3 separate regions of the Mus musculus genome follow, and regions 2 and 3 are each linked to region 1. A link is a contact called in public Hi-C and HiChIP or PLAC-seq data. All regions are on one chromosome and are shown on one strand. Each heading gives the region's core, a stretch centred on a gene start, on an enhancer-like site or on the middle of the called end of the contact. The rest is flanking DNA. Distances are from core to core; before and after follow the strand shown.

What was found. Hi-C and Micro-C count contacts between places; a contact is called where the count stands out from the background. HiChIP or PLAC-seq counts read pairs in DNA pulled down with a chosen protein or histone mark.
Region 2: an H3K4me3 HiChIP or PLAC-seq map of bone marrow-derived macrophages shows a contact between it and region 1, with 11 times the contacts expected there. The contact joins the enhancer-like site here to the promoter of Mblac1 in region 1. A contact is called at or near these places in 16 of 39 promoter capture datasets (the 3T3-L1 cell line, 3T3-L1-derived adipocytes, the HPC-7 cell line and 9 more), 4 of 15 datasets of contacts at CTCF or cohesin (hippocampal excitatory neurons, large pre-B cells, pro-B cells and 1 more), 14 of 484 Hi-C or Micro-C datasets (the HPC-5 cell line, the MC3T3-E1 cell line, bone marrow-derived dendritic cells and 9 more), 21 of 115 datasets of contacts at active chromatin or transcription factors (SST interneurons, acute myeloid leukemia, bone marrow-derived dendritic cells and 16 more) and 3 of 9 other capture datasets (adipose tissue, embryonic trunk and macrophages).
Region 3: a Hi-C map of the G1E-ER4 cell line shows a contact between it and region 1, with 2.5 times the contacts expected there. The contact joins the enhancer-like site here to the promoter of Mblac1 in region 1. A contact is called at or near these places in 7 of 39 promoter capture datasets (the 3T3-L1 cell line, the HPC-7 cell line, HPC-7-derived erythroid cells and 5 more), 3 of 484 Hi-C or Micro-C datasets (the G1E-ER4 cell line and embryonic stem cells), 3 of 115 datasets of contacts at active chromatin or transcription factors (SST interneurons, embryonic midbrain and embryonic stem cells) and 2 of 9 other capture datasets (adipose tissue and macrophages).

Annotation. Positions count from the first base shown.
Region 1 is chr5:138,193,012-138,195,633 of GRCm38.p6, forward strand. It overlaps Mblac1 (metallo-beta-lactamase domain containing 1), which reads left to right and starts at 1,303. Exons shown (of 1, transcript NM_177878.3): 1 at 1,303-2,610. The coding sequence starts at 1,387. The coding sequence ends at 2,169. Cnpy4 (canopy FGF signaling regulator 4) reads left to right here. Exons shown (of 6, transcript NM_178612.4): 6 at 1-883.
Region 2 is chr5:138,655,598-138,658,219 of GRCm38.p6, forward strand. No RefSeq gene overlaps it. Among named protein-coding and RNA genes, the nearest start is that of A430033K04Rik, 34 kb to the left of the region's middle. Within about 2 kb of position 1,339, at least 9 of the 459 cell types and tissues checked have an H3K27ac peak or open chromatin away from gene starts, as enhancers often do. A contact at or near this core is called in bone marrow-derived macrophages, where this site is marked.
Region 3 is chr5:137,799,573-137,802,194 of GRCm38.p6, forward strand. Zcwpw1 (zinc finger, CW type with PWWP domain 1) reads left to right here. Exons shown (of 17, transcript NM_001005426.2): 5 at 1-29; 6 at 414-571; 7 at 1,402-1,524. Among named protein-coding and RNA genes, the nearest start is that of Zcwpw1, 13 kb to the left of the region's middle. Within about 2 kb of position 1,314, at least 3 of the 459 cell types and tissues checked have an H3K27ac peak or open chromatin away from gene starts, as enhancers often do. A contact at or near this core is called in the G1E-ER4 cell line, where this site is marked.

The sequences.
Region 1 (2,622 bases), core at 53-2,552:
TATGATCCTGGGGACCCAGAATGGCAACAGGAAAGGAGAAGGGTAGGGGGGAAGAAGCAGAAGCAAGTTTTGCCTTCAGGGTTGAACCACATGCAGCCACTTAATTGAACAAGTATGTGGTGACAGTTTTGAAACTTTTCTCTACGTTTTACTGGTCTTCACCTGCACCGATTGGTCAATAGTGGTGTGAGCTGTGGGAAAGTCACTTTGCTTTTTAAAGGGTCTATTTTAAACCCTTTCAAGAGGCCAGAGAAGAGCGAGCAGCGCAATTGGTAGAGTGCCTGCCTAGTATGGACAGTGATGGGAGTTGAACCCTGATGTGGTGGCATACCGCTGTAATCTCAGCACTCAAAGAAGCGTTGGCAGGAATATCAGAATACCATCCAGCTACTTGGCAGTTCGGGACCAACCAGAGCTGAACCCTGTCTTAAAGTAAGAAGCCAAAAAGAGACCCTCAAGAACCAATATACACTGCAAACATGAGGCCGTATACCATCAATCTGTGAATAAGAACAGGATGCTGGAAGAGAGTGAAGCAATACTCGGGTTAGATGGGGTAGACATGTGGGCTATATTTCCTATTTCACAGGTGCCATATTTTCTATATTGCTATTAAACCTTTTATATATATATCAGCTGAGTCCCATTTCAAACATGCACACATTATCGATGAGGGAGCACCCAGACAGTGGGGCCATTGGCCTGCTATCTATTAGTTGCTAATGGTGTTCTTATAATTATCCACCCCAAGGATACTGGTTGGGGTTGGGAAAACAACTGTACCACTAGGACTTGGAAAAGAGGATCAAGAGCTCAGTCTTCCTCAGCTATGTAGCGAGCTCAAGACCATCTTGGTCTCCTTGAGCCCCTGTATCAGGAAAATAAAAAACAAAACAAGAACTCAGAAGTTAAGTGTAATACATAATATGAACTATACAGGATTAGGATTACGCCGTGGTTCAGGCGCGGTAGTTTGTACGGAAGCCCATAAAAGGCAAAAAATCTCGCGTTTTCTCACCTTTTGAGTTTTCCCAGCGTTAAAAAACAAAAGAAAACAAAAACCCTTAAGGACAGCGATAGTTTAGTTTCAAAGTAGACAACAGCTAGAATAAAGAAGTAAAAGATATCTTTCAGATGTGGATGCGTGAGAACCTACCGACTATAAGCCTAAGGGGGGACTGACCAAAAGAATCTAGGAAGTCTTGAGGTCGCATGGAAAGGCCAGTTGGGCGATACCATCTTCAGCAGGGGTGGTAGTGGAGGGCGATACCACTTTAAGATCTGGTGGGTAGCAAACGAGTTGCACCTTGGAAAGAGTGGCGGGGCTTGCGGTAGGATTTTGGAGGGACTGGGCAGACGTCCGTGGCGGGGTAAATCTCCCTTGTCATGAACGGTCCAGTGCGCACCGAGCCCCTGCATGGTGAGATCCCTTTGCTGGCGTCCAGCGGCTCCTACTCCGTGGTGGTTCTGCTGCGCGGCTACGCGGAGCCGCAGGGAGCGGGCGACGCGGTGCGTGCTGATGGCACTGTGACTCTCGTCCTGCCTCGGGGCTGGGCCTCGGACTCCAGCCGCGGTTTGGCCCCATCCGCAGACGGCGGCTCTAAGACTGCCCTGGAGGAGGCGGTGCGTGGCCCCATCCTCGTGGACACCGGGGGACCCTGGGCGCGGGGTGCGCTGCTGGAAGCCCTGGCTACACAGGGCGTGGCCCCCGAAGATGTGACTCTGGTGGTGGGCACCCACGGACACTCGGATCATATTGGGAACCTGGGGCTGTTTCCCGAGGCAGCTTTGTTAGTCTCCCATGACTTCTGCCTTCCCGAGGGTCTCTATCTGCCCCATGGGCTGTGTGAAACGCAGCCCTTGATACTGGGCTCGGGACTGCAGGTGTGGGCCACGCCGGGCCACGGAGGACAGCGGGACGTGAGCGTCGTAGTGGAGGGCACCAGCCTGGGCACCGTGGTGGTGGCTGGCGATGTGTTCGAGCGACTTGGTGACGAGGACTCCTGGCAGGCCCTGAGCGAAGACCCAGTAGCTCAGCAGCGGAGCCGGGAGAGGATTCTGAGCGTAGCTGATGTGGTGGTGCCTGGTCACGGAGCCCCCTTTCGAGTGGTCAGGGAAACAGTGAAAAGTTCAGAGGATTTGATATGTGAAGGCAAGGCGGTTGCTTGACTGGACTCCAGTCAGGAAAGCCCCTTCCAGCGAGGAACCGGCGTCAGTTGGTCCGGGAGACCTAGAGGACACAGTCAAGACAAGCAATATTTGTCACGTGCAGCTTTCTAGGAGGCAGCTTCCAAACAGGACAGAATGATTGACATCAGTCCCCTTTAATCATTGCAACCTAAGCAGGACAAAGGACTGGCTTAGATCCACATCCTCCATGAGCCTCCGTAAAATATAGGAAAAAAAATAGTTAAAATATGTATTTGGGATGTGCGTGTGTGCCTGTGGAATTCTGAAGGCTACTTTGGAAGAGTCGGTTCTCTCCATCCTGTGGGTCCCCAGGATCGAGTTCAGGTTGTCGGACTTGACGCCAGGGACCCTTTACCTGCTGAGCCATCCTGATTTATATTCTTGTTAGGACCTTCAAAAATAAAAATCGACCGCAAGTCATACTGTCCTGAT
Region 2 (2,622 bases), core at 89-2,588, 460 kb after region 1:
GCTTGCTAGACTCCTGTATACAAGCATAACAGTATTATTAATAGAAATTAGTGCTTGCCCATGGGATGGGTTTCAAGTAGGGCGTGTTATTGGATAGCCATTCCCTCCGTCTCTGCTATCCCCCATCCCTGCATTTCTTGTCGACAGGATACATTTGGGGGTTGAGAGTTTTATGGGTGGGTTGCTGCTTCTATTGCTCCACTGGGGTTCCTGCCTAGTCACCAACCCTACTTCTGGCAGAGGGTTGATATCCAAAATTTATAAAGAACTCAAGAAGTTAGGCACCAACAACCCAAATAACCCAATTAAAAATGGGGGTAGAGAGCTAAACAGATACTTCTCAACAGAGGATTCTTGAATGGCCAAGAAACACTTAGATAAGTGTTCAAAGTCCTTAGTCATCAGGGAAATGCAATTTAAAACAACTCTAAGATTCCATCTTACACCTGTCAGAATGACCCGCACATGCTGGCAAGGATGTGGAGCAAAGGGAAACACTCCTCCACTGCTGGTGGGAGGGCAAACTTTTACAACCACGTTGGAAATTAAATTGTCTGTTTCTCGGAAAACTGGGAATAGTTCTACCTCAAGACCCACTCCTGGGAATATACCAAAAAGATGCCCTACTATACCACAGGGACACTTGCTCAACTATGTTCATAGCAGCTTTATTCTTGATAGCCAGAAACTGGAAACAACCTAGATGTTCCTCAACTGAAGAATAGATAAAGAAAATTGGTATGTCTAGACAACGGAATACTATCCAGCTATTAAAAACAAAGGCATCATGAATTTTGTAGACAAAAGGATAGAACTAGAAAATATCATCCTAAGCAAGGTAACCCAGACTCAAAAGGACAAATATGATATGAACTCACTTATAAGTGGATATTAGCCATAAAATACAGGTACTATGCTATACTCCACAGACCACAAGAAGCTAAATAAGAAGGAAAGCCCAACACAGGGTGTTTGAATCTCATGTAAACAGGGAAATAAAATAGCTGTAGGAGACAGATGGGGTGAGGGAGCTGGGTGGGAGAGGGGATGGGAGGGGAATGGGGTAGGGGTTAGGATCAAGTGTGGGGAAGAACAAGAGAGATGCCCAGATGGCCATGAGACTAAATAGAAATCTGCAAGGACATGCCAGAGAGCTGTGATAGTGGAAACACCCCAGAATCAAAGGAGGTAACATTATCTGGACTCACAGCATTAGAGATATGGAACCTGAAGATTGATTTTTTAAAATCACCTCCTTTCTGACCAGAGTTCTGTGCTGTGTGTAGTCTCCATTTTCTGGGACAGAAAACTAAGCATATAACACTATGTAAGCATAGTGTTTGGGCGACCTCCTCTGGCCAACAGATCATCCTGCAGTTTTCCTGAGAAAATGAGGAGGTGTATAGCAGGCCTGGCTGGCCACCTAGAGTCCTCTTTGTTGCAAATGTCATTGGTTGGAAAAAGCTGTAGAATAATTCCTAGGTGGGCACTAACCTGAGCAGATTCCCACCATAATTCCCTCGTTCCTTCCACAGCCACATTCCCCAAGGGAGAATGGTGGGAGCTGTAGAGAAGGCTCAACAGTTGAGAATACTTAACTGCACTTGCATAGGACCTGAGTTACCATCACCAACATCAAGTCACTCACAACCATTTGAGATTTCAGCTTCAGGTAATCTGACACTTATGACCTCCTCAGGCATCTGTATTCACATGCACTCATGCACACACAAATGGGGTGTATGTGGGGTGTGTGTGTGTGTGTGTGTGTGTGTGTGAGTGTGTGTATGTGTGTGTGAGTGTGTGTGTGTGGGTGTGTTTGTGTGTGTGTGAGTGTGTGTGTTTATGTGTGTGAGTGTGTGTTTGTGTGTGTGTGAGTGTGTGTGTTTGTGTGTGTGAGTACGTGTGTGTTTTTGTGTGTGTGTGTGAGTGGGTGTGTGTGTGTATGTGCATACATAAGCACATGCATGCATGCATGCGTGTGTGCGTGTGTAAGACTGTGGTCAGGGAGGGTCAGCACCACTGGCTTGGTAAGGAGACCCATTGTATAGGACAGTCTGTCTACTGTGTGGGCATAGTTTGATGCCATGGGAGAAAAGACCCCATCACCCTCATAAGAGTCAATAAGAAAATGAGCTCAAAATCCCTGCTTCCAGGCTTGGTAAGTTTCTTCCTAGAATTATGAAAAGTGTTGAAGGACTACATTTGGATGTGGGTGGATGAGGAACGAAGGGCTAAAGATATATATTTTTAAAAAAAACCCACAAACAAGTTCTCTACACCACCCACCCACACCTAATTCATCCACTCACCCACTCACCTACCCACCACACCACACCCACAAAACTACCACTGTCAATAGTAACTCTTATCTCTAAGATCTGTACTGTGTTAACAATAGCACCCTAAAGCTCCCTCTAGTGGACACTTAGCTCAGTCTAAGAGAGGTAACCTGGCCGCTGGTCAGACAGAAACAAGTAAGAAAAGAGTGCCCAAGGTCACCAGGTTACAGACATCCGAAGGCACATGTCCAGTTAGCAAAGTGGAGATCCACGGGACTCGAACGACAACCTCCTTGCAAGAACCTCGACCTCAGGTCAAACCTGAAAGTTGGGAAATGCC
Region 3 (2,622 bases), core at 64-2,563, 390 kb before region 1:
CCTGCAACTGATAAGAAAGATGCTGATCCGTAAGTTTATTCCAGAGAGACAGGCTGAACACAGGGTGGACATAACACTGGTAAATGGTGTCCTGTCTTTCTGTCTGTCTATGTAGTCATTCATTATGTTATAGTATATTGATTTCTCTTAGCTCAGGGAAGATGCCTCTTTGAGTTGGGAAGGAAACAGGCAAGGAGTTGGATAAAATGACCTCAGGAGACCTTAGGAGGCCTGGCACTTCTATGTGTCTTCTGGGGATTGAGCTGTTTCTAGTGCACACTGTACCACAGAGCTACCTCTCCTGACTCAAGTCTAGAAGTCCTGTTTTGCTTTTAACCCCTGGTTTCTTTTTCAAAGACTTGGCATGGCAAGTGTCTCTCTGAAGACTTTTTATTTAAACAATATCATTTCAGAGAGAAGGTAATAACTCCTGATACTCCAAAGATTGCATCTTCTTTAGAAGAGGAAGTGAATTCTGAGATGGGGACATCTAAGCTAGGCCAGCCAGTTACTGAACCCTCTAAGAAGAAATTTAATAGACTCTCTTTAAGCAAACAAAAGAAGAAAGCTGGTAAGTATCATCATATGGGTTTTTAAAAAGGTTCATTTTCTTTTATTTTTTTATTTATTTTTTTAATTTTTTATTAGGTATTTTCCTCGTTTACATTTTCAATGCTATCCCAAAAGTCCGCCATACCCACCCCCCCATCCCCTACCCACCCACTCCCCCTTTTTGGCCCTGGGGTTCCCCTGTACTGGGGCATATAAAGTTTGCAAGTCCAATGGGCCTTTCTTTGCAGTGATGGCCGACTAGGCCATCTTGTGATACATATGCAGCTAGAGTCAAGAGCTCCAGGGTACTGGTTAGTTCATATTGTTGTTCCACCTATAGGGTTGCAGTTCCCAAAGGTTCATTTTCTATTTATCTATGTGTGTGTGTGTCTGTGTGAGTGTATACCATGTATATGTGGGTACATATGGAAGCCAGAAGAGGATGTTGGGTCCCCTGGAGTTACAGTTACAGGTGGTTGTGAGTTGCCAAAAGTGGGCCCTGGAAGCCAAAAGTCGGGTCCTCTCTCTAGATCCCAGATATCCTTTAAACCTTTAAAAATGTTATCGTTAGAGTAGGACATGTACATGCCATAGTTCATGTGTGGAGGTCAGAGAACAATTTTTGGGGGTCAGTTCTCTCTTTCTACTGTGGCTTCCACATAGCCCAAGTCAGTCCTCCTTTGAACCCTGGTTCAAGTACTTCTTCAAGAAATTAGAAAATGGTACACTAAGCAGCCTACAACTTCCTGCCCCAGGCTTGGGGCTTCCTGGTGACTCTTTCCCTGGTTTTTATTGTCTGAAGACATTCTCACATCTCCCACCTCACAGTGATTCGTTTTGTTTTTCCAGAAGATGAGAAAATGGAGAAGATCCAAGATGGCCGTGAGTGCAGTCTGAAGGAGAAACAGAAGATAGTGATTCAGGATCAGTCTCAGATCAGAGGTCCCCAGAAGGAAGAGGAGAGTGGTTTTGGTGAGCTCAGCTGAGTGTGGAGAAACTTGAGCTGAAAATTCAAGATGGAGGAGATATGCAGTACATGGGATGTTAAAGGAAGCCACAAAACTGTTATTTATCTTGCACAGTTGCTTCTTAGGAGATAAGGAAAGAGGACGAAGCAGAAAGACTTCATCTATTTGGGTATTTATTCACAGAATCCACATTCTGCACCTGGTGTGTTAGATGGTGTCCAGAAGGAAACTAAGGTTGGCTTAGCAGTGGATCAGATAGTTAGGAGAGGGTGGTGGAATGGTGTCAGGTGAAGGGAGAATTTCATGAAAGAGAGAGTACCCAGTCATGGCAGCAAACACACAGACAAGTCAGAGGATCAAGATTTGAAAATGTTCAAGTACATCGCAATCGATAAGCCATCAGGGTCTTAGTGATGGCTGCTGTATAGGTTGGTCAAGGTGATTGGCAGGCTAGAGTTGGTTAAGAGCTGGCATTAAGATCCCTGGAACTCAGACCTGGATGCAATAGCACACACATATGTAAATGAAGAGATGCCTCAGGGAGATAGGAGGTGGAGACAGGAGAATCTCCTTAAGCTAAGTAGCCATAAGCTTAGCCTGGCATATACAGGAGGGGAAAAAATGAGAGACCGTCTCAAAGAAGGTAGAAGGCACAGTGTAGTTGTCTTTTGACCTCCACACACATGCTGCGGCATGCACATGCTTGCATTTTCATACAGCATGCATGTTCCCACATCCACACATACAATGATAAAACAAAATAACAACAAAACAAAACAAAAAAGAAAGGATGAACTGGGCTGGGTGTGGTGGCTTATACCTTTAACTTCAGTTTTTGGGAGGCAGAGGCAGGTGATTCTGTGTGAGTTCACAGCCAGCATGGTCTACGCAGTGAGCCCCAGACAGCCAAAGATACATACTGAGATCATGTCGCAAAAATAAACAACAACCTAGAATGCTTAGTATAAGAATCAGTGAAATAAAATTTAGCTAGTGTCTGATGATGTGTCTATATGTACATAGTTTAGTTTTTTCTTTGTGTGTGTACATATGTGTATTCATGTTGTATTTGTTCACGTGTGTAGATACATACACAATCATA